2 separate regions of the Mus musculus genome follow, and region 2 is linked to region 1. The links are chromatin contacts, called in public Hi-C maps. All regions are on one chromosome and are shown on one strand. Each heading gives the region's core, a stretch centred on a gene start, on an enhancer-like site or on the middle of the called end of the contact. The rest is flanking DNA. Distances are from core to core; before and after follow the strand shown. Region 1 has its middle 6.4 kb from the start of Gm46159. Region 2 overlaps Kdm5b (lysine (K)-specific demethylase 5B).

Evidence for each region. Hi-C and Micro-C count contacts between places; a contact is called where the count stands out from the background.
Region 2: a Hi-C map of the G1E-ER4 cell line shows a contact between it and region 1, with 3 times the contacts expected there. The contact joins two enhancer-like sites. A contact is called at or near these places in 1 of 39 promoter capture datasets (embryonic stem cells), 29 of 484 Hi-C or Micro-C datasets (the AML12 cell line, the BV-2 cell line, the C2C12 cell line and 14 more), 4 of 115 datasets of contacts at active chromatin or transcription factors (bone marrow-derived dendritic cells and embryonic stem cells) and 4 of 9 other capture datasets (adipose tissue, embryonic stem cells, liver and 1 more).

What each region holds. Positions count from the first base shown.
Region 1 is chr1:134,518,916-134,524,044 of GRCm38.p6, reverse strand. It overlaps the pseudogene Tuba5-ps. Among named protein-coding and RNA genes, the nearest start is that of Gm46159, 6.4 kb to the left of the region's middle. Within about 2 kb of position 3,839, at least 18 of the 459 cell types and tissues checked have an H3K27ac peak or open chromatin away from gene starts, as enhancers often do. A contact at or near this core is called in the G1E-ER4 cell line, where this site is marked.
Region 2 is chr1:134,627,393-134,631,938 of GRCm38.p6, reverse strand. Kdm5b (lysine (K)-specific demethylase 5B) reads right to left here. Exons shown (of 27, transcript NM_152895.2): 25 at 3,187-3,341; 26 at 1,186-1,506; 27 at 1-702. The coding sequence ends at 565. Among named protein-coding and RNA genes, the nearest start is that of Kdm5b, 69 kb to the right of the region's middle. Within about 2 kb of position 1,903, at least 6 of the 459 cell types and tissues checked have an H3K27ac peak or open chromatin away from gene starts, as enhancers often do. A contact at or near this core is called in the G1E-ER4 cell line, where this site is marked.

The DNA of each region.
Region 1 (5,129 bases), core at 2,590-5,089:
CAGGGCAAACTGTGGTCAAGGCAGGCCTGGGTCTCAGGGATGGCTGTGGTCGTGCTCAGCATACAGGCTACCTGTTGTACCTTGGATAGCTTGTATTCCAAGCATGGGGTTGGGGGTCTGGGGGGAGGCTGGGAATGGATGTCATCCTAAGAAGAAACAGGAAGTAGTCTAGTAGCTGGTTCTTTGTACCCCAGGAAGGGTCTGCACAAAAATCCCATAACTGGCTGGGCAGTGGAGGTGCATGCCTTTAATCCCAGCACTTGGAAGGCAGAGGTAGGCAAATCTCTATGAGTTCAAGGCCAACCTGGTCTATAGTGTGAGTTCCAGGACAGCCAGGACTATACACCAAGTCAAGACAAATCAAAACAAAAGATCTCAGAACTGGGGAAAGGACAATTACTTGATATCTGACATTTTCCCACCTTGAAGGAACAAGGAAACAGGGCGTGGTGACAGAAACCTGTAATTCCAGGGGCTGGTGAGCTATCTCAGCAGGTAAGGGCTGCCACCAGGTTCAAAGACCAGAGTTCAATCTCTTGAATCCATGCGGTTGGAGGAGAAAACAGCTCCACAGGCTGTCCTTTGAGCCACACATATGTTGTATTATGAGCACTGTAGCAAGCATGCTTGTGCACATAGACCCTCACAGAAACACACTAAACAAGAAAAACAGTGCAAGAAAGAAAGAATCCTGTAATTTCAGCACTCGGGAGGGTACGGCTTAGGGTCCTAAGCTCCAGGACACCCTTAAACAAACAGGGACAACTGGGAAAGTTTGAATACTTATTTGGTATTCTTTTTTTTTTTTTTTTTTTTTTGGTTTTTCGAGACAGGGTTTCTCTGAGTAGTCCTGGCTGTCCTTGAACTCAGAAATCCGCCTGCCTCTGCCTCCCGAGTGCTGGGATTACAGGCGTGTGCCACCACTGCCTGGCCTTTGGTATTCTTTAAAAAAACCCAAAACTTAGTGTGTGTGTGCATTCATGTGTGTGCCTGTGTGTATGAGTACATGTGTATGTGCATGCACATGTGTGTGTGTACATGAGTATGTGTGCATGTGTGTGTGTGTGTGTGTGTGCACATGGCACAGCATGCATGTCAGAGAACAGCTTGCCAGTGTCAGTTCTCTTCCCACTCTGTGGGCTCCAAGGGATCACACTCGACCCTCAGGCTTGGCAGGCACTGCCTTTCTCTTGTCGAACCACCCCACCAGTCCTCATTTAGTGCTTTTATTTGGTATCCCCTTATGTGGGGAAGTATTATTAATTTTGCTAGGTATAAAAATAGATGTGGAGCCGGGCAGTGGTGGCACACACCTTTAATCCCAGTCCTAGAGAGGCAGAGGTAGGTGGATCTCTGAGAGTTCATGCCCAGCCTGGTTTACAGAGTGAGTTCCAGGGCAGCCAGGATGACATGGAGAAACTCAGTCTTCAAACAAACAAGAATGGCTGTGGAGCTAGAGAGAGGGCTCGGTAGTTGGAAGCTTACTGCTCTTGCAGAAGACCCAGGCCACTCCCAACTCTGACACAATGACTAACCACAGCCTGTAACTCCAGTTCCATGGGACCTAACGCCTCTGGCCTCCTCCAGTCCCTGTATTCATGTGCACACACTCCCACAAAGGCACACACACACACACACACATAGTTAAAAAGAGTAAAATCCTTTTAAAAAGTAAATACAAATTAAGCATAAAAACACTAAACATAAATATATATCATAATCAAGGTTGTTTCCCCTTCTAAACAAAATAGTCACTTCCAGCCAGTGCCATTGAGGGCAGCAAGTTCACCGGTTCCTAAAGGCGGTGAGTCTTTCTCAGAGTAGCTAAATCTTTCCTAATGTGGGAATGACAACAGCTGTATCCCAAGATGTTCCCTGCTTTGCAGTCTGAACTACAGAACACTCCTTACGTCAGCAAATAACTATGACCTGTAAGTGCAGGGGCCCAGGCCTCCTTGCCTCCCGTCCCTTGTGGTCACCTTCATAGCAGTGTGACAGCACAGAAGACAGAGCTTGCTTTTTTTTTTTTTAAGATTTATTTATTCATTTTATGTTCATGAGTGTTCTATCTGCGTGTATACCTGAATGCCATTACAGATGGTTGTGAGCCACTGTGTGGTTGCTGGGAATTGAACTCAGGACCTCTGGAAGAACAGCCCATGCTCTTAACCACTGAACCATCCCATCTCTCCATCCCCCAGAGTATGCTTTCTAATGTCACCACCGCTATGTTTAATTTTTCTAAAGTCTTATGCTAGAGCAGTAGTTCTCAACCTGTAGGTTGAGACCCCCAGAGGGGTCCCATGTCAGATATCCTGCATATCAGATATTTACATTATAACTTATAACAGTAATAAAATTAGTTGTGAAGCAGTAACGAAAATAATTTTATGGGGGGGGGCAGGGATCTCCACAATGTGAGGAACTATAGAAAAGGCCTGCAGCATTAGGAAGGTTGAGAACCACTGTCCTAGAGTAAAAACCCCATAAAACTATGCCAGCACCCTAGGAATGGGGCGGGTCACAAGGTGGAGATTAAATACGTTTATTACTACAAGAGGAAATGACAGTATTTACAAGTGCAGAGCACAAGAAGCCTTCTGCACACTCTAATCTGATGAAGGCCTTTCTGTATGTCCCAAATTGTTCTCGGAGCCAGATGTGTGATGCACATGTACAATTTCCGCACCCCAGAGGCTGCGGCAGGAGAAGCTCAAGCTCCTGGTTAGAGTGATCTACGTAGCAAGACACTGTGGAGGTGGGGAGCAATTCCCTTCAGATGGTGAGCCCTATCGTGGTCCTGCCCTGGTATATCTGAACAAGGAAGCCACTCCTTTGGCTTCTGGCCCATATGCCTCACTTCTCAGACAAATTGAGGGTTACCTGCCCTATCCTTTCCAGTCCTAGTGCATTTATGTCTCCTGGAATTTCTCCTAGGAACCACACAGGTTATGTGCTAATCTTTCTCTTCACCTTCAACTTGCCTTGAACCCTGTGGGACACCAGTTTACAAACTGGATGTTGCCCTAGGACTTGTCGGCAGCAATAGCAGCTTGCCCATTCACAGGCACTAAGTTTCCATGGTAGAGCAGATGGCAGGCCGTGTACTCACCGTTCCTGACCAACTGATTAGAAAGTTCAAGGCTCACTGATCTTTGACACAGAGCTGCTTATGGTGGGCCTTCTCAGCAGGGACAGAGGTCATCAGTGGAGACTGGATCCAGGGTAGAGCACTGCGAATTCTGGTTTCTTTAAAAACCCAGTTATGTTATGTGACTGTGTTTTCATTTTAATCCCAGGTGTGGGATAAGAGGCTGCTTCACAGCCGGTGATTATGTTTTGCCTTGTGAACTAGCAGGGGTGTGATTTTTGCCAGTTACATATAGTTCAATGCTGGGGACTCTGGAGAGGGTATAACTCCCAGAGCCCCAGGAAGGGCCAGGGCACTATGGAAAGAGGCTGCTGCTTCTGGCTGCTGCTGTTGAAGTTTGACAAGAAGTTGGAGATATCCTGACGACAAAGATTAGACTTGCCCCAAGGACCTCAACGTCCCTAATCAGCAGGAAATAGTCTATTTTGTTGGCTTAAAGATATCTACAGCCCCTTTCCCCTCTAACCATCTTTCTCTCCTACCTAGTGTTGGGGGTCAGAAGGGATCAGGGTAGGATAAGTATTAGACGAGAGGTAGAGATATAAGAACCCAATAAAATACTAAAAAAAAAAAAATGCCACTAGGGCAGGGTACCAAAATGACCTGGAACTCCAAAAGGTCCACACCGAGGGCACCATCAAATACCTGGTATTGGCGATGGCAGAAATGACCTGGCCAATGAACCTGTTGTAGGTCAAAAGCTCAATGTTCAAGCTGCAGTGACAGATGTCATAGCTGGCCTTGCAGTTTACCACGAAGGTCCAGCCTGAGGACGTCAGAGTTGTGTTGAGACTTAAAGGTGGAGTTGTAGGGCTCTCCAAGTGCTGTGGATACTTAAGGGTCTGGGTAGAGAGAAAAAAAAAAACCCAACTTTTTACTTGAGATAAAGGTAGGGTTGTTTTAGCAGGGAGTTAAAAACCAAGCTGAGCTGCCTCATGGTGCTGGAAGGTCAGCAAGCTCTTGGGCACAGTGTACTGGTCTGTCTACAGAAGGGACATCACTGTTAAGGATACAGGTGGCATGTCCCTTGTCTAGAACCCCTCTCTCTTAGGGAACACTTGACTGTTCATACAGTGATTACCTAAATACATTTTCATTCCCTTCCACATAGTAAAGATTTTGAAGTATAGTTTATACTCCTATATTTTATATGTAGAACGAATGGTTTCACAAGCCTGTATACTTATATAACCAAACCACACAAGAAATAGAAATTATATAACCAAACCAATGAAGATATAAAAACTCCCATCATCACCCAAATGGATCTTACGTCATTTTGCTTTACCTCTATAGAGATAAAGAAAGCATACAAGAGGCTTGGAGTTCTTGGCACAGGTGGCCTAGACAGGACAGGTGAGATGGTTGACTCTAGACAAATCGTCACATCCCACCCCACCCTGGAACCTCAGAACCTGCAGGTTTACCAAGTACCCTAGCAATTCTGATAGTGTTCCTTGGGCCAGAAAGGCATCCATCAACCAATTATGTGCATAATGACAGTACAAGAAAGGTCTAAAAAAAAAGCCCAGGAGGCCGGGCGGCAGTGGCGCATGCCTTTAATCCCAGCACTTGGGAGGCAGAGGCAGGTGGATCTCTGAGTTTGAGGTCAGCCTGGTCTACAGAGTGAGTTCCAGGACAGCCAGGACTGCACAGAGAAACCCTGTCTCGAAAAACAAACAAACAAACAAACAACAACAAAAAGCCCAGGAGACGCTTTGTTTTACCTTCATTCTGAGGAGGGGAGCACAGAACCCAAAGGCCCCAGTTTCTACTGCAGCGCTGACCATGTCTACACCAACGCTGTAGAGCACTAGAGCCAAAGAACTGGCTCCAGCTGGCCTCACTCTCAGACTAAGGAGCAAACTGGAAAAGCATTTAAGAGCTAAAGGAGGCTCTCCCAGCTGGAGGGATCTACAGAGTCCAAGAACAACAAGCGGGGCTGATAGACATAGATCACAGTTCAAAGAAGGTTAGG
Region 2 (4,546 bases), core at 654-3,153, 110 kb before region 1:
TTTTGTTTTAATTCCAGCCACTGAAACCAACATAGAAGTTATTGCTGAGATAAATAAACCTAGCCTACCAGAAAGGAAAAGGGGAGAAAGAAAGGAACAAAAACCCCAAAGTAAAAACTTAAAATCCCCCCAATGTGGTGACAGACAAAGGAGCGCGGCTGCTCTGTGAGGGTTACTGGAATTCTGGTGCCCCTGCTGGGCTCTGAAACTGAGTTGGACTCTTAAGCCGGCATATCCCAGGCAGAAGTACAATGTTTTGCTGTACACAAAAAGGTGCAAACTCCAATACCTTCGTAATCAGTAGAGACCCCTGCAAAAAACAGTCAGCATTTTAAACTTCAACAACCACAAACAGCTTTTAAGGAAAAAAATTACAAAAAAGTGTCAAAATTTTTTTAGTTGTTTTTTCTTTTTTTCAAAGAGTTCTGGAAAAATGATCCCATAAGGAATAGAAATAGCACCGTGTACAGGCTGGCTCGACCCCAGTCCTGTAGCTTTGCTGAGATTGAGGAAATCTTCTTTATTGGAGTCCTGAATTACATGAAGTGAGTGTGTGTTTTGTTTTTACTTTCGGCTTGGTGCGTCCTTCCCAGTACAGCGCACACAGATGTAGTCTTCCTTCTCTGCCATCTCTGGAGAGACACCAACACAGACCTGGTGAAACCACTGATTGCAGCTGCCATCACACTGGACCCAGTCCACCTGGTTACAAAGAGCAGGGAGATGGGGGGTTCAGAGGAAACAATGCCATTCAAAATCGGGCAGGCCGTTTGCCACTGTCCCCGCACTGGGGCCTCTGGCACAACAGCTAACCACAGGAGTGTAGCTGGGAGGCAGAGTCACTCTTCAGGTTGTGCCTGCTTTGGGGTAGACAGTGCTGCCCTGTGACAGTAAGCAAAAGGGCACTCACTCCATCAGCATCCCTCCCACCTTCTGAGCGCCGGGACGGTGAAAGCTGGAGGAGCGAGAGAAGGATAAAAGGAAGAACGAGAGTTTCTTCAAGAAAAGGAGGAGACCCAGGACGATGTTAAAAGCAGAGATTATCAGGAGGGGAGAACTGAGCAATCCACTCAGATCAGCTCAAAGCAGACAAGCAGAAGAGAAAGACCCAAGGAGACGAGGTCTAGCTTACAGGGTTTCTGAGTTAGGGGAAAGCGCGTCCTCTATGGCCCAAACCTCACTGACCTCATCTCCTTCTGGCTGCAGGCAGCTCACAGCTGGACAGATGGCATCTTCATCCTCAGAGTCCTCCTGTTCGGAGTAGGATGTGTCTGAGGGCAGGGAATGAGTTTCAGCATTACGCACTAAGTCATAGCTACGCTCTCTTTCTAACTTGAAACTGTCCATGTCCTTGGGGTGACTCAGTTTGATTTTCTTCTTTTGGGGGGTCCGCATGTGTTTAACTCGATCCCACCGCTCGCTAGGAAGGCCTTCTCTTTCTGGGCGCCTTTTCAGTTTCCTCTCAGGACTGTTGATTGCATCTCGTTTCCCTCGAAGGCAATCGTTCTGTGTGGGAGATGGCAAATTCAGTGTTAGCTCTCAGTTTGCCCGTTACCAAAACTGAACTAAAGAAATTTGCCCATTACCAAAACTGAACTAAAGAAAAACGTGCAAATGAGAACCCTGCATCCTAACCGCTGCTACCATCTCCACAGCTTCAGTCTCCACAGCCAGCTTAACTCCCTTCGCTCAGCACTGTTGGCGAGCTGGGGATACCAAACTTCAATGCGGCCTGCTAGTAACAGCAGAGAAAAGACATACACAGACCGTCCATTTTACCAAATCCTTAGGTGAGTAAGCATTTGTGAAGGCTATCTATCGCAACCTCACAGGAGTGACGACTAGGTTGGCTGTGGTCAATTTTAGGGTACCTTTCACCCAGATCTTGTTCCCTGTGACTCAGTCTTCCCTGGTGTGTTTCATCCTGATTACACTCTTGGGGACACTGGTGACGGCTCTGCGCAGAGCACAACCGAGCAGAAGCTGCTGCTGCTGCTGCTTTGGTTGTTTTGTTTTGTTTTGTTTTTTTGTTTTTCAAGACAGGGTTTCTCTGTATAGCCCTGGCTGTCCTGGAACTCACTTTGTAGACCAGGCTGGCCTCGAACTCAGAAATCCGCCTGCCTCTGCCTCAGTGCTGGGATTAAAGGCGTGCGCCACCACGCCCTACGAGCAGAAGCTTCTTAACAGTGCTGAGAGAGGGGATGCTACAGGGCCTGGGGAGGTGACTCAGCGGTTAATGTGTCCTCTGCCATAAAAGCAAGAGGACCCCAAATGTCAATGTCAATGCTCTGAGGCTGTGGTGGCTCGTCTGTGGTTTCAGCCTTGCAAGGCAGAGATAAGGGATTCCTGAAAAAAGTTAGTCATCTGCTATCTCTGAGTCCAATTCAGAGATCTAATCTCAATGAATCAGGTGGAGAGCAATCCACAATTCTACACATTAACACCAGGAACTGCATCACAAGCATATGTGTGTGTGTGTGCGCGCACACCTGTACATACACATGTGAAAGTATAAACATACCACACAAAAATACACACGAGCCGAGCAGTGGTGGCGCACGCCTTTAATCCCAGCACTTGGGAGGCAAAGGCAGGCAGATTTCTGAGTTCAAGGCGAGCCTGGTCTACAGAGTGAGCTCCAGGACAGCCAGGGCTACACAGAGAAACCCTGTCTTGAAACAAAAACAAAACCTGCAACATGAATGAAAGGGGCCCAGCAGACATTCCAGTGTCTGTCAGGTCTAGGATAAGCAGCTCAGCCTCCACAGCCGCAGCTCTGGCTACACTGATCTCTGACCTACAGAGATGAGAAGCGTCTGCTCGCTAGCATTCTTAAAACATTTATTAACAAAAAGCCCTTTCAGCTATAATTGTATTTTCATCTTTATAGCAATGCTTCTATAGAGGAAAATAGGTCTACTTCTCAATATTACCATTTGGGAGCAATAAGAAGAGTTCCTTAAAAAGAAAAAAGAAAAATGTAGATGTAAAAATCCATGACTGAAATCTAAGCTGTGACACCCAAATTGCTACCAGTGGTGCCAGTGTCTGTCCTTTTGTAGAACATAGCTGTGAGGCAGACAGTTTGTGTGCTCTCGTGGCTCAAAGACACAGCCACCCCCTTTGCAAAATAATTAGTGAGAAGGACACTGGCAAGCACAAGCTATACATCTTCGACTCACTCACCTTCTCACTGCTGGATCTAACTGGTGAACTTCGGTCAGCTTGCTGAACAGAGCTTGGCTTAGTAAGTAGAGTCTGATAAAGCTCCTGAATTTCAGGAAGGGATACCTGGAGCAGCTGGGCTTCCATCAGCAATTCATTCACTTCTGGACTCAAACCTGTTAACGACCACAGACAATCAGAATAGGAACGGAGACATTTAATACAAGCACTGGTAAGCCTGTCAGGGACAGAAAACCACCTCCACTCCGCCTTCCACCATTCCTCCTTTAACTGCAGTCGGTTTGTTAGGTCTTAATGCCCCTAAACCAGAGCAGGGCTAACGCAGATTCCCTACTGCGTTACAGGGGAAACACCCACTCCATCACAACTGACACATTTCACTATCTCCTAGAGCATGGAGGACAGCAAGGAGCTCAGACCATGAGACTGACCATGAACACCCTGAGGTAAGAAGGCTGAGGATGTAGATTCCAGTTGAAACTAGGCAAAATTCTAAGAATTGAGGATTATGATTGGTGGTACAGACTCATAATCCCAGCACTTCAGAATTAGAAATAGGAGGATCAGGAGTTCAGCTACATAGGAGTTTGTGACCAACATTAGCTAACCTCATCACACACACGCATGCACACACGCACGCACACAGAGGAAAAAGCCAGGTGTGATAGCTCACACCTGTCATCTCAGCACTTGGCAACAGGAGCATGGACCAGAACTTTAAGATCATTTTCCAGGGCCGGAGAGATGGCTTAGAAATTAAAGAGCACTGGCTGCTCTTCCAGAGGACCTGGGTTCAATTCATAGCACTAACATGGTGGCTCACAACTGTCTGTAATTCCACCCCCAGGAGATCTGACAGTCTACAGACACCACATACACATGGTACAGACATACAGGTAGGCAAAACACCCATACACACAAAATTAAAATAAAAAACAAATGTTTAAAAAAGAGATAATTTTGACTAAAGATTAAATTTAAGGCCACCCATAAGGGAATGGAAAGAGGTAGATTTAAAATATGAATGACTTTCAATATCCTCCAGAATCGCAAACAAGGTCGTCCATGACTTAGCATCTGCCCTGAATACACGGTGCTTGGTGCTAGATGGCACAGGACTAACTTAAATGTAGTCAAAATAAATCAGAATAGGTATCCTTTGTGTTTATAGATCTTCAAATATGATCAACATTAGAAAATGTACAGTAATATGTCTTCCTTGCTTTGTAGCCCAAATCCCGCCTCTGCCTCCACAATGCTCATGGTACACACATGTAAAACCATACTTGCTCTTTAGGATGCCAGATCATCTATTATAAAACCCTAGGCCAGATGGCCTTGTATCATCTAGGAATAGTAC